Regions from separate parts of the Mus musculus genome. Here region 2 is linked to region 1. The links are chromatin contacts, called in public HiChIP or PLAC-seq maps. All regions are on one chromosome and are shown on one strand. Each heading gives the region's core, a stretch centred on a gene start, on an enhancer-like site or on the middle of the called end of the contact. The rest is flanking DNA. Distances are from core to core; before and after follow the strand shown.

The links. HiChIP or PLAC-seq counts read pairs in DNA pulled down with a chosen protein or histone mark.
Region 2: a contact with region 1 is called in an H3K4me3 HiChIP or PLAC-seq map of intestinal villus epithelium, with 5 read pairs. The contact joins two enhancer-like sites. A contact is called at or near these places in 4 of 39 promoter capture datasets (embryonic stem cells, hippocampal neurons, liver and 1 more), 3 of 15 datasets of contacts at CTCF or cohesin (hippocampal excitatory neurons, liver and stem cell-derived epiblast-like cells), 57 of 484 Hi-C or Micro-C datasets (the HPC-7 cell line, LSK cells, the Patski cell line and 32 more) and 8 of 115 datasets of contacts at active chromatin or transcription factors (PVALB interneurons, astrocytes, cardiomyocytes and 4 more).

Annotation. Positions count from the first base shown.
Region 1 is chr11:56,023,456-56,027,602 of GRCm38.p6, reverse strand. It overlaps Nmur2 (neuromedin U receptor 2), which reads left to right. Exons shown (of 4, transcript NM_153079.4): 4 at 355-2,613. The coding sequence ends at 629. The region is part of intron 3 of LOC115485826 (a long non-coding RNA gene); the gene reads right to left. Among named protein-coding and RNA genes, the nearest start is that of Nmur2, 15 kb to the left of the region's middle. Within about 2 kb of position 2,187, at least 5 of the 459 cell types and tissues checked have an H3K27ac peak or open chromatin away from gene starts, as enhancers often do. A contact at or near this core is called in intestinal villus epithelium, where this site is marked.
Region 2 is chr11:56,094,173-56,098,364 of GRCm38.p6, reverse strand. LOC115485826 (a long non-coding RNA gene) reads right to left here. Exons shown (of 8, transcript XR_879866.3): 8 at 1-554. Among named protein-coding and RNA genes, the nearest start is that of Gm46260, 24 kb to the left of the region's middle. Within about 2 kb of position 1,979, at least 2 of the 459 cell types and tissues checked have an H3K27ac peak or open chromatin away from gene starts, as enhancers often do. A contact at or near this core is called in intestinal villus epithelium, where this site is marked.

The sequences.
Region 1 (4,147 bases), core at 938-3,437:
CAAAATGAAGAGTTTCTCCAGGGACAGTGTGTTGACTGACTTACCAGTCTTCAACATGGCTACTGCTCCAAATTGTAGCTGACTAAAAATCCAGTGAAGAAACAAGCCTTTTTTTCTCTGATACTTGAACGTCTAGCATCAGTGCCATCACCCAGCACCACCACAAAGCCATGACTCTTTCGTCGCTCCGTGTTTGGGTCCTGAGTGCACAGGCAGATCTCCCCACAGCGTTTCAAGTTCTCAGTGAGTGTCCTGTACACCCCACTGCTTCCAGGAGAGGTGATCAAAGGGTTCCAAGGCCTTTGCTAAATATTTATATCTTTTTCCCTACCTTCCTCCATCCCTCATTGGCAGGTGTCTTTTTCTATCTGAGCTCCGCTGTCAACCCCATTATATATAACCTCCTGTCTCGGCGCTTCCGGGCGGCCTTTCGGAATGTTGTCTCTCCTTCCTGCAAATGGTGCCATCCCCAGCATCGCCCACAGGGGCCTCCAGCCCAGAAGGTTATCTTCTTGACAGAATGCCACCTTGTGGAGCTGACAGAGGATGCGGGCCCCCAGTTCCCTTGTCAGTCATCCATCCACAACACCCAACTTACCACCGTCCCCTGTGTTGAAGAGGTACCATGAAAGGAGTGGTCAGAAGGCCACTTCGGAAGGCCTGGCTTCTGTGATTGACATTTCTCTACATGTCAGCACTGCAAGGAGGAGCACTCTGTCACCTCTGCCTCCTTGCATGTCATTAGAGAAGTAATGTGGCTCTTAGATTCCACCTACTCTTTACTTTTTTTAATGTTGAAACTCAGACTTCGCTCTGGGTCCCAGCGCAGACATTACACTCCATCTTTCTGCATTGTAATTTTTTTTTATAACTGTGATTGTAATGTGCCATGGGAGTCTCACTTAAAGATGCTCTCATGATGGGTGGGTTTAGCCTAGTAAAGGTGTTGTAGAGTAGCTAAGCAGCACAATACAGTTATCCTAACCTCCATACCCAGGATGCAGGAGAGACCACTGGGTAGGAACTGCCCGCAAAAGCCTAACCCTCCAAAAGTTAGGACTTTTGGGAGTTTGTTGTCAAATAAGCAATGGCTTAAAATCAGTCCTAGCAGAAATATTTATGCTACAGAAATTAACAAGCTCTCTAAATCAGGGCTAAATAATTTTTATCCCCTGGAGAGTTGGCCCATGAGCAGGTTGAGAGCTATTAATGAGCTGGCGCTGTGCCTACTCGTTGCGATGTGTGGGACTTGTTTTTAGAAGAAATGCTGCTTATGCTGTAATTATGAACTACTTAGAGTCGTGGCTAACTCGGAAAAATATGCTATGGACTAGATTTAAAAACAAAACAAAACAAAAATGTTCCTACACAAAAATAAGCGAAATACTGCTAATTAAGCCAATGGAAGCAGCATCAGCATTTATAATTAACCTGGAGTGGAAAGATTATTTTTGGATGCCATCCATTAACATTAATGCAGCAAACAGCAATGGACTGGGTGTTATTTTCCCTCTCACGTCTGTGTTTGCAGAGCCCAAAGGATGTGTTGTCAAAGCAGATGACTTTTCTGTATGCATCTCCACTTGGCTGCAGATTTGTTTTGTTCTTGCCCTGTGGTGTAGGACTGGAGGGATGACACAGTAGACAAAAGCACTTGCCACCGAGCCTCAGGATCTGAATTCCATACCCGGAACTCACGTGGTGGGAGGAGAGAGAACTGACTTCTCAAGTTGTCCCTTGACCCCACCAAACATGCACCATGGCATACCACACCCCAACACTCACCACAATAAATAAGTTCATATTAAAAAATTAAAGAAATATGTTATGAATCCACAGTGTGGAAGCTAACAACTACACTATCTTCTAGAAGCCTAGTAAATCAAAATCCGCAGACAGAGCAGCCTTCCAGGCCCCTCCTTCCCTTTCCCACCCTCAGTGGATGTACAAATGCTCCATGGAGTCCGCTTCTGACACTCCACCCATGCCATATGGAAGCACTCTCAAGGCAATGTTGGTGCTTGAAAGTTTTGACTAATTTACATATGGGATAGATATTATAGAGTATACCTAAATGACGTACCCGGATTTCCCTGCTAGTGAAATACATTCTCTGAGAGGGTTAGAAAGATGGACAAGTCCAAAGTCCAGGACTAAGAGAAAGCAAAGCTGGAGAGAATAGTAATTAATGTCTCATGGGCAAAGACATTTGCACATAAGCCTGCTGATCCAAGTTCCTTGATTGAGGACGAGATCCAACACCTTAAGTTGTTCTCTGACCTCTGTGTCACCATGGCTTGTGTAGCAATGCCCCCTCACACATAATAATAAAAGTATTGCTTTAAAGAAAAGCAATTTACCCTTTCAAACACATTCGGTGTCTGCTATGAAACTACATGGATGAATAGATAAGAAATTCTGTGAGTAAAAGCCACTTGGAACCTAGATCTTAAAAGGCTTCATAGAACACCACTTATTCGTATATTTTCACAACATAAAGATATCTCTTATCAACACTTTCTGCTTTGTTTTATAAATGCTGAAAATTTCAGCTCCTGACCTTGACCACCACCGATTCCTCAGTAATAAAATGGAATAAAGGTTGTCCTGTGCACATTTCTGTGTTCTCTTCCCTCACTGATTCTTCCATCTTACTGAGAGATAAAGAATTACTGTCTGCCCGCCCCCTTCTTGTTGACAGCGAAGAGCTATCCTTCCTTACTCCTGGGAAAATTATACGAACAATCTCCAAGCAAGCACCAGAGTCCTGGAATCTCACTAAGAAACTCACAGGGGCTGGAAAGGTTCCCCATCTGACCTTGCCACCTGCAGCAGCCTCTTTCTTACACTCCTATAAATAATGCTGAGTGCCTACTAAGGGCCTGTGTGTGTGTGTGGGGGGGGGGGGTCATTCCTCTTAAAAAAGCCTATAGAGCTCAGAAATTGCCAGACTACTGGATGTCTCTAAGAAGGGTGGTCAAGAACAGCCCTACCCTATACACCTCAGTTACAAGTGCCTCTTCTCTGCACTTTTCCCAGAACCCTTCACTCACCCCCTCTTCCTCACTCCCCACCTCCTCCCCCACTCTTCCACTTCCTTCCCACTCTTCCATCTCCTCCCTCATCCTCCTCACTCCTCCACCTCCTCCCCACTCCCCCACCTCCTCCTCTCTCCCCACCTCCTTCCTACTCATCCACCTCCTCCTCACTCCCTACTTCCTCCCCACTCCTCCACTCTTCCTCACTTCCCACCTCCTCCCTACTCCTTCACCTTCTCCCCACTCCTCCACTGTCTCCTTACTCCCCACTTTCTCCCCACTCTTCCACCTCCTCCTCACTCCCTACCTCCTCCCTGCTCCTCCACCTCTTCCTCACACCCCACCTCCTCTTCACTTCCATTTACTCTCCACTCCTTACCTCCTCCGCACTCCCTAAATCGTCTTCCCTCCTCCACCTCCTCACCATGCCCCATCTCCTCCTCCCTCTCTTGTATCCACAGAGTCATAGAGTCCTTCCTGGGAATTTACTCCCTCCCTTCTGATGCTTAGGAATGAGGAACCAATGACCTTGCCCCAGACAGATGTTCCCTGTGAGGCCTTCCCCTTTCTTCTGAAACCTGTAAGAGGGGACCTCCACTCTGCTTCCAGGGCCTTGCCTCTCCTCAGCCGCTACACTATGCTCTCTGTCTGTCTGTCTGTCTGTCTGTCTGTCTGCCCATAATGTTAACAACTCTTTTAATAAAGCTTTTAGCCAAAAGGATACTCCCCTTCAGTCCCAAACCTGAAATCTTCTAGAACCAACCTGTCAGGAGCTGCTGTGGCTGCCAGGGGAACCCACTTCTGGTAAACAAGTGACTAGGAGCATGGAAATCCACTTTCCAGGAGTCTGCGGCCCCATCAAAGCTTGCCACGTGTGCCATGGCCCTGTGAAGGCTGGATTTTGGAAAACACTAGCCTTTCCCCAACTCTCAGAGTACTGCTTAATTTTCTCAAGAGAATAAAGAGAATTTTGAGTAACAACCCAAGAGCTTTGTGATCATTAGACATATCCTGTAACACATACAGAATATGTATATTAGCTTCCAGCCAAAGGAAGGGCTGACAACACTGTTACAGACACTGCAATGTTCCCTGTTTCGCTTTAACCA
Region 2 (4,192 bases), core at 730-3,229, 71 kb before region 1:
AGTGGAAGTATCAGAAGAAAACATACAGGCTAGAGGAGTAGCACAACTAAGCCAGAGTGGTAAGGAGGGTTAAGGGTAAGGGCTGGGAAGGCAAGAGATTATAGAATCAATTGTTCCGGGGTAATTGTTTGAGGGTAATAACATCTGTTTTGAACAGCAATTAATTAATCTAGATAGACTCTATGTTTTTCTCACTATCTTGTAACTTTCCCCCAGTTCAGCAGTCATTTGGCTTTGGCAAGAGAGTTCATCTGTAGCTGGAAGGTCCCAAGTCTTTCTTCTGTGAGGTTTAGCACGTGTCTCTGGATTTCATCTCGGGAGTCTTCAGCCAGATGAGGTGTCTGGAAGAAGGCAGCTTTGTTTTCCGTGGGTCTCAGGAGATGACGCTGTCTCAGCTGGAGCTGTGGCAGCAGACACCGTGTGGACATAGACCTGTAGAGCAATTGTAACAGAGGAGCAGATTCCCAGCAGGGCGATGTCTGCATAGCGTGGATAGCAAACGTTAAGCCTGCAATAGTTTGCTTGGGAGCACATCATGAATCATTGTTATCATCCTAGAAAAGCAAGGGTGTATGAGGACTTTAGTCCTGGAAGGAATCCTTTAAGTCTGCTTTGGATGGTTGAGGAAGAAAATAGCATGTTAGTTGTGTATCTGGGATAGGCAGTAACAGTTTGTCTCTAAAAGGAAACTGGTTGTTAGTTAAAGGTTGAATAATGGTAATCAGCATAGTTGACTTGACCTGTGGAAGTAGGTTAGATGACTTTTGACCCTTAAAGGAAATCTTAAACAAGTTGAAAGATTTTTTTTTGTACATACATCATGAATGCTAGGGAGAAAATAAACATTTAAATAAACAAGCAAGAAAATTTTGGGTTGAAAAGCATGATCTAGGTATTCCTGTAGGCCTTTCATGGTCCCACAGTTCAGAGGGACTGAAGTCTAGGGAACAGGTATTTCATGAGAGTCAAAGTCCTGGGACGTAGCCTGATATTAGGTTGTTCAATTGTATGTTTCAGTCTCTTCTAGAGACCATCTCTCCAACCCAATGTAAAACTACCAAAGAAAGGGGCCTTGGTCTGACATTCTTCCGAATACATAAAACTCCATTTTACAATAAGACCAAGTTGCCCTTAATTTCATTCCACACAGAAACTGACCCAAGGCAAACAGTATAAAAGTTAAAGGAAATCTGCATACAGGAATTGATCAGCTGGACAGGATCCAATTGACAGCTTCTAGTTTAATAGTCATTGTCTCTAAAAGCCATAAAGGTCTGAGGACAGGGACCTTCGTCCATTTGCCCATGTCCCAGTAAGAGACAGCTTGAAGGATGGTGCTAAAATTTAAAATCCCACTCTAGGATTGGCCCTGTTTGTCACTCAGCTTGTGTTTCTGCCAAGCTGAGTTACAAAGGAAGAGAGACTAGATTGTGTGATTGCACATGGGTGTGAGTGTGTGTGTGTGTGCGCGCGCGCACAAGTGAGCATGTATGCCTGTATATGTGTGTGTACAAGTCTATTAGAAAGAAAAAGACTAGATTGTGTGCGTGTATCTGGGGGTGTGTGTGTGTGTGTGTGTGTGTGTGTGTGTGTGATGTTAATCTTTCTTGTTAAGGGACTAAGGACTAATTTGGGCTGAGTCTTTTAAGATGTAGCCAATAGGGTGAATCTAAGAGATAAAAGTTTATTTTCTAAAGAAAGACAGGAAGAATATAAGGAAAGAAGGGACCTGCAGCCTTCTCTAGTCATGGCCTAAAGGGGGCACACCTCTCTACCATAGAGTTCAGATTAAGCAGGCCATATCACACACACACTATTCTAGACAGATTATGAGGAGGGCACCAGGACCAGATATAGTCCAAGAAGTGACTTTTGGATCTCGTAACTATCAATAAAAGCAAATCAATAGAGTGGACAAACTTCCTGGTATTGGGTAGAGAATGAGCTGCATGGGTTCTCCTTGGTGTGCATGGTGGTTATAGCAACATAGTGATACCAGATGTCTGACTTAGTGTGGGTGAGGTAAGGCTGAATTCAACTGTCTGGGGTCTTGGATACAGTCCAGAGAGGACTTGATCTTTTGTGTCACACCCTCCCTTATCTGAATACCCAAGGCTTCTATATGAGTAAGTACAATGATAGATATGTATTAAAATGTCTGATCAAAGTCCTTTACTCTATAGGCTAGCTTAAAAAAATCTTAAAAACTCATAGTGTCCACATATGGAGAGAACATTTTAAACAACCAATAGCGTTATAGAAACCAACGGTGTTATAGAAACAATAAAAGCCAAAGGAGTTCATAGCGATAAATAGCTGTGAAATGTGAAGGGAAAAATAAGGAAAAAAATCAACAGTCTACAATTCTAAGAAGCTCACCGAACTTGAGGCATGATGATTACAAAGAAATCTACACCTAGGGACATCAAAGTCCAACTTCTGGGAATATTGAGAGGGGCATACTGTTCCAGAAGCAGCAGAAAAGCAGAGCGATGCTGTGCTACCTCTAGCGCTGGACATATCTAATTCATCACTGGAAGCAAAAGAGGCCGGAGGCACGGAAAGAGCACCCAGACTGCTCAAAGGAAAAGAATTCTAGGCAGAACGCCACACCCAGTGGAAACAAGAAAGCAAGAGAGGGATGTTTCAAGTTAAGTAGAATTGGGGTCATTTACAGCCAGCAGACCAGCTTCTTGGGAATCTCTAAAGTGTCATTATCAGACTGAGGAAGACGTTTGAGAGGATGACAGTCAGGATTCCAGAAACAAATGCAGAGTTCTGTAAAATTCAGAGATGGGTTAATGATGAGAGTCCAGAGATTTCCTCTGCTGTTAGAGACATGGAGAATTAATCACAGGATGCCTTTAACACTTGACTGCTGCCCTCAGCGTCCTGTCCTAGGTAGTGAAGAAACTGTGACATTGACATTCCTCATATTTGACAAGGACTGGTAAGCCATTAAATAGATTAGAGTAAGTTTGAAATGCATTTGGGATGACTACCAAAACTATGTTCATGGCAGACGGCCTGAACAAGTGACAACAGAGAACAAAATTAGTTCAGCTTACAACCAATGTATCAGCAGGACATTAAGCAAAAATGGGCTTAGTGTTCCCATTAAAGGTCAAAGATTATCAGACTGACTATTGAAAGTAAAAGCAATTATGTTGTGTCTATATTCAATGCCATTTAGAGACAAGGGCAATCTAAGATAAAGAGGGATGCTGAGAACCCCGACTGATACTCACACTATAAAAACACAAACTAGAGTCACTATATGGACACAAACAAAATTGGATTTAAGTCAAGGGATAAAAGAAATAACAATAAATGTTTTGTCGTGATAGAACTGTTTTTTTTTTTTCAGCAAGATAAATTATACATGCATGTGACTATTTTAAAAGCTTTTAAAACAGGCAAAATGGAAAGGCCTATGGGAAAAATAGATCAATAGACAACACCTGTCAGCAACTTTTATGGACCTTCTGTGTAACTCACAGGACAGCCAAATAAAAGCGCGGGGAAGAGCATAGATAGTTGCTCCAACCTAGGTAACATTGATAGACCTCTACAGCCGACTACTGCAGGATATACACTCTTTTCAAGTTTTTTGTTTGTTTGTTTATCCTTTTATTCTGTGAGTCTCTACTCTGTGTCTTCAAGATAATGATCTGAGTCAACTCAGAGTTTCATGAATTGTATACATAATAGAACAAGGTCTTTCTTGGTGTCTTACAACTTATTTATTTATTTATTTATTTAAGATTTTTCTTTATTTACATTTCAAATGCTATCCCAAAAGTTCCCTATACCCCACCCTGATCCCCTACCCACCCACTCCCACTTCTTGGCCCTTCAACTTCACCAAAAATTTCAAAAGGGGCCAGTAATGCAAATGTAACTTTTAAATATTCCTGAACATATTAAGATGGCTCAGTGGGTGAAAAAGGATTGCCACTAGGCTTTGTGACCTGAGTTCAATCCTTGGGACCCGTGTGGTAGAAAGACAGAAATGACCTCCTCAAGATGTCATCAGACCTCCAACCTTCATTATCCATATCATCCAACACACAAAATGAATAGGTAAATGCACTTTTAATTTTTTTTTAAGTTTTAAAAAATGACTATATCAATGAAGGTATGATCAGACCAGAATGGAATAGAATTAAAACCCAGCAGCTTGTTGTTTAAA